Linked DNA regions of Zea mays: region 1 is linked to region 2. Evidence: chromatin contacts called from public Hi-C data. All regions are on one chromosome and are shown on one strand. Each heading gives the region's core, a stretch centred on a gene start, on an enhancer-like site or on the middle of the called end of the contact. The rest is flanking DNA. Distances are from core to core; before and after follow the strand shown.

The links. Hi-C and Micro-C count contacts between places; a contact is called where the count stands out from the background.
Region 1: a contact with region 2 is called in a Hi-C map of leaf, with 6 times the contacts expected there. The contact joins the promoter of LOC103634645 here to the enhancer-like site in region 2. A contact is called at or near these places in 4 of 25 Hi-C or Micro-C datasets (bundle sheath, ear, leaf and 1 more).

What each region holds. Positions count from the first base shown.
Region 1 is chr8:1,142,603-1,147,409 of Zm-B73-REFERENCE-NAM-5.0, forward strand. It overlaps LOC103634645 (chitinase 10), which reads left to right and starts at 3,014. Exons shown (of 1, transcript XM_008657242.4): 1 at 3,014-4,366. The coding sequence starts at 3,334. The coding sequence ends at 4,191.
Region 2 is chr8:1,051,758-1,056,608 of Zm-B73-REFERENCE-NAM-5.0, forward strand. No RefSeq gene overlaps it. Among protein-coding and RNA genes, the nearest start is that of LOC100278048, 28 kb to the right of the region's middle. Within about 2 kb of position 3,539, at least 8 of the 20 cell types and tissues checked have an H3K27ac peak or open chromatin away from gene starts, as enhancers often do. A contact at or near this core is called in leaf, where this site is marked.

The DNA.
Region 1 (4,807 bases), core at 1,764-4,263, 90 kb after region 2:
ATCCTTAAAGTGTGGATATGCTTTCTTATCCTTCTGAATCCTCTTGTGAACAGTGCGAAAATTAGGATCTGTTGGTCTCAAAAAAATCCACACATTGCAAGCACACATTCTAGAACTTCATGAAATTTTCGACGAATGGTTTCGCTAGAGTGCTTAAACTTCTTTTGACTTCTTCTATTGGACTCACAACCACCGCATATGAAAAGGAAGATGGAAAGCATTTCATAAGTGTTCATGTGCTTTGATGGTTTCAGTCCATACCTCTCAACTAATGCATCATAAAGATCAAAGAAAATATATTTGTTTATGTGCAAGATCGTGTGACACTCACCATGAGTCTTTATAGTTTCCATAAGCCACCCCATGCCACTGAGTTGTGATGTCATTGGTGGTGCTTTTTCCATGTACATGTACACATAAGCTTGAGCTAGTTTACCACACTTTTCAACCATATTAAAAAATCATCATCATCATAAGAGTCACCACTATCACTTCTAGACATCTGTACAAAACAATTTGAACAAGTTTAAGCAATAAGATAATATGAATAAGTGACACAAAATTGGTTTCATTTTAGTTTTGCATTAATGAAAAAAGTACAATATGGTTCCACATGACGAAACTCACGACAAGCAACGAAAAAGTACATTGGCAATAGCAATTAGAAAAGAAATAAAGAAAACATAGGATACACGTGGCAATAGTGTATCCTGAACTTTCGACATCCTGGTATATCCTGAAAAGTATATGCATCTTGAATATATAAATAACACAAGCATCATCCAATAAATTACATATTCATTGAAAAATTATATATCACTTACCGGTCTAGCTCTTTTCCACCAATCATCATCCATATCAACATTGCCTTTTTCATGGTTCCAACCCCTTCCTCTTTGCCTCAACTTAAGTTTCCTCCATACCTTGAAATCTTCTTTCAACTTGTCCCATTTATTCTTGAGCTGTGACTTCGTAACATCAATAATACATGTCCTATCTTTGAATCCTTTCTCCACCTCAGCATACCCAACTGACTTGAGGTAAGTGTTTGGTCGATTCCCTTTGCCAACTTGTTCGGCAAACAAGTTACAAACAACCGTGTGTTCTCAAGATTCCAATCAATTTCTGGCATCTATTAGAACTCACAAATTTTATTTCAGTAACACATGCTATCCCAAATAACCAAGTGCTAGTTATCAAAGGCATAAGAGATATGAGCATCCAATTCTGAAATTTAAAATGACATCTAGTTCTGAAAATTAATTCATTCTAACAATACAAGTAGCAACTAAAGTTCAAAGTATGTACAATTTCAAGGCATTACACAAATTAAATGCAAAAACTAAACACTAATTAGATTGATAGAGAGGGAGTACCTTCAAGTCAAGAGAGGAGGGCACACGTAGGAGGGGCGTGCAGCTGGGACTGGCGAACTGGGGGAGGAGGGGCGGCCGGGACCTGCGAACCGGGGGAGGGGCAGCTGCCGGGACCAGCGAACTAGGCGCTGGCGGCTGCCAGCAGGCAGAAAGGTCTAGTGTAGGAGGGGGCGGCGCAGCTGATGGCGCTGTCGGGGGCAATCGCGACGGCGTATGAGGCTGACGGGAGGAAAGAAAGAAAACGAATCGTTTTTTGTGTAACTAATGGCATTGGTGGTTAATTTTCATTTAACTCCACGTATTGGTTTATTTTAAAGCGTTTTGGAGCTGTGAAAGAGGTACTCCACCAAAATAAACTAGAGCTCTAGGAACTCCATAGAGTTGGGCTTGCTAAAAAAAAGATGAAGTTGAGGTGTTTAGCTGGCTCCAATCAACTCCACCCTAGAGTTTGGAGTTGGAGACATACCAAACAGGACCTATATGTAATGGTTTTATTGTTAGCTCTTGATGATAAGGCAAAATTATGCAGCCTTCGGTTAGTTCTTCTATTAGCCTTGCTCTAAAGAGATAAGAGATGTTTCAAGGTTTCAAATGTTCAAGTAATTATTGGGTAAAACCATTCAAAAAAACTTAATTAATTCGAAGCACTTGTCAGCCTGTACATTATGCCATTTTTTTTACTGCGTTGCGTCACTGACACGTACATGGATTGAAAATCGAATCGTAGATAGATTGATATTTTGTCGTGGATTCGTTGGAAAATTAAGGCACATGGCACATTTTATTTGCAGCAGGCCGTGCACTAAAAAAGGAGTGAACACGAGTCCACCCGCATCGGTCAAATTAACCCTGGAAAGGAGGCAATTATTAGCTGACCTGTTCAAATCTCTGCTGCGCACGTAGTTAAGCACGAGTAATGCCAAACACCCAGTCACCCACCCATCATCCCATTTGCTAATGGAACGCCCAGTTTGCTGCCATGCACGCACTACAATAATCTCCACTATACCCATGCATATCTCTAGTCTAGGGATGACAATGGGTACCCGAAAGCCGAAACCCGATGGGTAAAAACCCTATTAGGGCACGGGTATGTCAGATTTTGATACCCATGAGTATTTTATTGGGTCATTTGTTATGCCCATCGGGTATGGTGGGCGTGGGTATGTTCTCTGTTGCCCCATACCCGCTACCCGATGGGGAACCCGCTAATATATGACATGTGAGTCCGGATTTATGTCTCATATAAAATGAATTTGCTCCCGATGGGTAAAAACCCTATTAGGGCACGGGTAGAATCAATGCTATGTTTTGTGTGATTTGAAGGCATGATATTGCCATTTAATGTTGAATATTGTTGAATCTGTGATAAAATTATGTTAGGTTCGATACATTTATTATGCTGATACTTATTTTTGCGATTCAAATGATCATGTCTATCGTAATGTTAATGGGTATGGGTACCCGCTATCCATAGTGGGTATAGGTATGGCGTAATTTTGTACCCATGATGGGTAGTGGGTATGGGTATGGGTCAATTTTTTCCTAGTGGGTATGGGTATGGCTTCATGTGCCTACTGGTTACCTTACCTACTGCCATCCCTACTCTAGTCTGTCTACTGCATATGCATTTGGTCGTGCAACTAGTGATGGCGCGCGCGGTGGACCAGTGCGCTCACCACCAGTCACCGCCTCACCACCACCACCACCACCACCACCACCATCGGCCGGCGGCCGGCCGGCCGTTCTTGTCTCTTCCATGCGTCCCGACGCTCCTCCACTAGAGCAGAATTAAAACCTCTATATATATGTAGAGCGAGCACGCCTGTGCGAACATGCCGCTCCAGCACACACAGCACCCATTAATTCCGTAATCCAAGGGGAACCCGACGCACAGATCACTTGTGGCAGGCACCCGGCCGTGACTTGATCGCAATCACAACCATCATCATCGACAATGGCGGCGTATTCTTGCGCCTTGTGGACTGCTGCTTCCGTGGTCGCTTTCCTTGTCATCGGCGTAGCAGAGGCGAGGTACGGCGGCCCTGGGCAGTGGAGGAGGCCTGCCCCTGCCCCTGTTGTCCCTGTGGCGGCCCTCGTCAGCGAGCAGCTGTACGGCTCCCTGTTCCTGCACAAGGACGACGACGCCTGCCCCGCCAAGGGCTTCTACACCTATGCCTCCTTCATCCAGGCCGCCAGGACGTTCCCCACGTTCGCCGCCACTGGCGACCTCAGCACCCGCAAACGCGAGGTCGCGGCCTTCCTCGCGCAAATCTCTCACGAGACCACAGGCGGGTGGGCGACGGCGCCGGACGGCCAGTACGCGTGGGGCCTGTGCTACAAGGAGGAGATCAAGCCGGCGAGCAACTACTGCGACGCGACGGACGAGCAGTGGCCGTGCTACCCGGGCAAGTCCTACCACGGTCGGGGCCCCATCCAGCTCTCCTGGAACTTCAACTACGGGCCGGCGGGCCAGGCGCTGGGCTTCGACGGCCTGCGCAACCCGGAGCTGGTGGCCAACTGCTCCCAGACCGCGTTCCGGACGGCGCTCTGGTTCTGGATGACGCCGCGCCGCCCCAAGCCGTCGTGCCACGAGGTCATGGTCGGAGAGTACCGCCCCACGCCCGCCGACGCCGCGGCCAACCGGACGCCCGGCTTTGGCCTCGTCACCAACATCGTCAACGGCGGCCTCGAGTGCAACCGCACCGACGATGCCCGGGTCAACAACCGGATTGGCTTCTACCAGAGGTACTGCCATATCTTCAACGTTGACGCCGGCCCCAACCTCGACTGCGCACACCAGCAGCCCTACTAGTGTAGTGTCTACGGGGTTACGTTCTAAGCTGTTTGCCTGTTTCTAACAGAGTTGATGATAGCGTTTTGGATGATCGTTCTCTTGTTCTGACCTATACAAAACACAGTATATATATCAATAAAAAACAGTAGACGACTGTGACTCTCTGAGCTATGATGGACGCTAAGTTATCTCAGTATTCTCTCGTATACGGTCTTATATAATATAGTACCATATAATCTTAAAATAATTTAATAGACTATATAAAGGAAGCATCAGTTTTCAGGCTTCCACCAATTTTTACAGTCGTCCTTAGGACTCCTCCACGTTTAAATATTACAAATGTCAAAATTATATAAATGAGGATTTGAATCATGCTTGTTGGCCTTCACACCCACATTCACATCCGTCTAGTTATTCTTTAAGTTATCCTAGGGATAAAATCGGATCAGATACAAATGGTTCTTTATTTTATATTTGTTTCCACATTTTCTCTTCGGATCGAATCGGGTGCGGATATTATCGATTTGTGATGATAAAAATTGAATGGATATTGATATCTTAAATATCTAACTTTGAGTATATGTATACGGATAAGAGATATTTACATCCCTAAGTTATCTCATAATAACTTCTA
Region 2 (4,851 bases), core at 2,289-4,788:
TCTTCTTCACTTGAGGAACTTGGAGTGGGAGCCTTCTTTTTGCCCTTCCTTTCATCACATGCAAAAGCATATGGTCTTGAGGAAGTTGGCTCCTCTCCCCGACTCATTTTTCGCGACATCTCAAAGGCCGCGATTTTCCCAATCACAATGGTCGGGGTCATGTTGCTTAAGTCCTCCATGTTGTGAAGGATGGTGATGATGCTCCCATATCTTTGTTGTGGTAGTAGGGAGATAATCTTCCTCACAATGTCCGCATCACCTAGCTTATTAATGCCAATAGAATTGAGCTCATTGATAATTAGATTCAAGCGAGAATACATGTCTCTAACAAGCTCATCATCTTTCATAGCAAAAGAATTATACTCATTTAAGACTAGGCAATGTTTTTGCTCACGGACATTGGATGTGCCGTCATGGAGCTCATGCAATTTTAGCCAAATCTCATTAGCAGTTTTCAAGGTAAATACTTGATTGAAAATATCCATGCTAAGAGATTCATACAAGCAATTTTTGGCTCTAGCATTTAAATGAATTTCTTTTTCTTCACTCGTGGTGGGTTTCTCGGGATTCTTGAGGGGTTTCATCCCGTCACGAGTGACTCTCCAAACACCTAGATCAACGGCCTCTAGGTAACAAGCCATTCTAGCACTATAATATGGGAAGTTAGTGCCGTCGAAGTGTGGTGGCCTATGGGTATCCATCCCTTCCTCTAAAAAGCGTCGGCTCTTTTAGCGGTGAAGCTAAAACGTTTCAAATGAGCCAAACCGGGCTCTGATACCACTTGTAGGAAACGGGTGACGCCTAAGAGGGGGGGTGAATTAGGGGTTCTAAAACTTTTACTAAACTAGGCCACAATTAAATCCCTAGAGCAAAACCTATGCAAAACTAGAATGTGCAAACTAGGTTTTGTCTAAGTGTTGCTATCTCTACCGCAAAGGCTAAGTTTCAATCTACACTAAATAAGTATGACTACAAGATTGAAACTTAAATGCTTAATATAAATGCGGAATGTAAAGAGCTAAGTAGAGAAGCAAACTCTCGTGGATGACGCCGGTATTTTTACCGAGGTATCCGGAACCACGCAAGGTCCCGACTAATCCTCGTTGGTGCCCCTACGCAAAGGGAAGCCCACGCGAGGGCCAAGCACCACGGTCGAGTAACTCCGTAGAGAGCCACGGGCCTTCTCCACGCGCAAGTGGTGCTCCGCTTTCGGCTCCTCTCGGACGCTCCCCGCCGTCTCCACTATCGAGCTTCCGGCCGAAACGCCGCGGGCCTCGTTCCCTCCGGTACACGGTGGCGGCGGTGACACAAACACGGTTGTCACGGTCTCGCAAGACTCTCGCCCCACTCGGTACAATTACAACGGCCCGCGCAAGAGCCGAGGGGTTGTGTGGTTTGTCTAAACTCACTCAACTAACTAGGATTCACCTAGAGCAAGCGCTAATGCGGTCTAACTAACCTAAGCACTTCCCAAAGCACCTACGCTAATCACCGAGTGATTCTATTAAGCACTTGGGTGTTTGAGCACTTGGAAATGTCTACAATATGCCTTGGTATGTTGCTTGGGCTCCCACACCTGAGAATGGCCGGTTGGGGGTGTATTTATAGCCCCCAACACAATTGTAGCCGTTGGAGAAAAGCTGCTGCTCTCTGCGGCACACCGGACAGTCCGGTGTGCACCGGACAGCACTGTAGCCTGTCCGGTGCGCCTAGCCGTTGCCTGTCCGACTCCTGTCAGAGCAGGTGACCGTTGGCGCCGCAGGCTCCGGGTGCCACCTGGAACTAGCCGTTGGGCTGCAGTTCCCAGGTGCACCGGACAGTCTGGTGTGTGGGCACCGGACAGTCCGCAGGCAGCACACGCCTCCTTTCTTGGACTTTTCTTGATCTTCTTAATGTCTTCTTTTGAGGTGTTGCTTTCCTCAATTCCTTAGTCCAAGTAGTTCTTGCATCCTGTGAACTACAAACATAAACACTAGGAAACTTGTTAGTCCACAGATTGTGTTAATCATCAAACACCAAAACTTACTTAGCCAAATGGCCCGGGGTCCATTTTCCTTACAACGCCGACTGCGAGAAAACCAATGAGATGGTTAGAAATCATGCCTAATCGAAAGTTAGACTAAATTAAAGAGTGTGCGTACTCATGCTTCTTCATATTTGTCGAGGCTGTGACTACCTTTGTGGTGGGAGGGACCTTGGATCATCAAACATCATTCCCGGCTAGCGTTGTGTGCCTCGTCCTACTCGGTCGAGCACCACCTTTGCACCATCTGCTCCCAACACTCAGGATGTGCTGCGCACCAATAAGGAATCATCTACAAAAAACAAGTACACGACATATCAGAAGATAAAATTAAGCATCTTTAGGGCTAGATTGGGTACTCCATTTTCCCAAGAGATTTCTATTTTCACAAGGGAAAATGAACTAATTTCCCTTGGGAAAATAAAAAACACTTGGGGAAATGAGGTTCCCAAACTAGCCATTAATATCAATATTAATGTTCTATATTTATCTGCAAGTACTGGTCCCAAGTCAACGACATGGATTAGGTGTCCTTGCTCACCTTCTCCCTAAGGACAGAGTCATGGTAAGTGATAATGGCCTAGATGCACGCCTCGTAGTGCATGTCCATGACAAGCTTCTTACAGCTCGTGGTAGCCACCACATCCACCCTAGCCTCGGCTTTAGTAAAAGACCTGATCCTAGTCATTTCAGTTCTTAAGACGAAGCTAAATTTCAACTAACTTGACGATTGTTCGAAGGCTACACAACAAGTGCACAGATGATGGAAAGCTTCGGCTTCAGTAAAAATTTTCAACAGCACAACGATGCAATAGCAATGAATGATGTGGTAATTTCTCACCAACTCATCTGTTTATATAGCCTTGCAGGTGAAGAAGGCGAACCATTGTATCGCTCATACTGACTGATCGGTGGAGCGGCACAGGCCGTAGCTTTTTATTCGTTTTTTAATAACAAGCTCAGGGAAGGTGTTTTCGGATCTTCAGCATTCAGAAGCCTTCGTCTTTTTCGCGGATCGAGCTCGTTATGAAAAAACGACCAAGCACCGTTGGGGGTCTCTTTCTTTGCCGAAGGTCCTTAGGATGGAGAAATCTCCTATAAACAATGGAACTGAGTGCCGAAGCTGCAACAAGCATGCGCAAAGCGCCAAAGGATTGCAACTTCGGCTCAAGGTGGTTACGAAGGTTTAACACGATGTTGAGCCAAAGAGAAAAAGGCTCGTTAATCCTTAATGTTTGTATTAGGATTATGTGTATATGTCAGGGTCATAAATGTACTTTTACTTGGGTTGCGTCCCATACCTATAAATAGATCACATACTAAAATAAACAATTGTTATGCTCGAAAGGCGATAACGCTTCGAAAGACGAAGGTTCATAATGTTTAACAATTGCGTTGATTTAGTAATAAAAAAAGCAAGAGACCAACAACAGACTATATAGAGTCACAAGCGTGATGACGTGAATTGATGGTTGTCATAGGAGTGGCCAAAATGGAAGAAAGATCGACACCTAATTGGGCCGACAGTGGCCACAGGCTAGATAGTGGGAATAAAAAAGCCCAACATATTGCGATAAAGTCCGTGCATTGCCCAAAATACCACTCATGAATCATGATCGTTCGGAAAGGAGTAATTAGAGGCCAAAGATCTAGCGACAAAAGACCGAAGGACGACCTGATCGATTTCCATAATTTAAATTTAAACTGTCGGGCATCACCGGAACCTTGTTTACGCAAATAAAAGGATTTAAATGTACCTGCAGAGGATTTGATCGCGTCGGCGGCGTGGCGAACGTGGTTTCTTGCTGATGATCGTTCATTGTCCGGCTGATTGGTTGAGTGGCTCCCATACGCAGGCCTCCCGTGCGCCTGGCTCCTCAGCGATCGTCATTAGCGTCATCTCCACACGTGCAGACGGGTAGTGAAAAAAAAGGCCTAGCCTGCACGCCAGCATGCTGGCCAGCATCCTCATATTCAAGCAACTAATCAGAATCTCGTGTTTGGTCAAAGCACGCGGGGAGCCTGGTTATCTCTATACATGCAACCAATCACGTAGTGTGCTTCTTTCTCTGCTTCCCAATGTCGTCTATGCTACTGAATGAAATTAGGACCTCCATCATGATATCGAAGTTGAAGAAAAGCTCAAACAAAGAACACTCAAAAGAACTAGTGTAGATATGGAAACCGATCGACGGCCTAAGAGGTGACAAAAAAATATTTTAGGCCAAAACCATCAGCAGAGCCAACCACCACTGAAATGATGGCCAAAACCATGATGAACTCCGAGGAGACAAAACAAAACATTCGTGGCATATTTACAAAGCAAAATTACGGAAGATTTCTGCCTCAACCACCTATCTAGGCCGAAAGTTCAGACCTAGTAGATTCATGGCACCAACGCTGGAGTATCAAAAGGAGCCATGTCGGACCTGTTTGGTTCAACTTTTTTCTGAACAACTTTTCTAAGAATATGACTGTAAAGAGATTCTAATTGTGTGAAGAATCTGAGTATCGTGGGGATTAAGTGTGGAGAAAGATGAAGTGGTCCAAAGGGTATAGGATCTAGAAAGCGGTGAATTTCTACTATCGTGATGACTCGACCGATTATGTGTTCATGTTGATTTTGAATGGTTTTTACCTAAATGATTCTTATAGACGCAGGCTAAAAAACTGGAGCGTTTGGCAGTCCGCAACAGCTTTTGGTGACCAGAAGCTGAAAAAAGCCCAAACAAACAGGATTAGGCGACGCAGAATTAAGGAGGTGGTCGCCGAGGTGGAAGTTGTATGCCCATGTTGTAGTGATTTGGTTCACCTTTTACGTTCTTGTC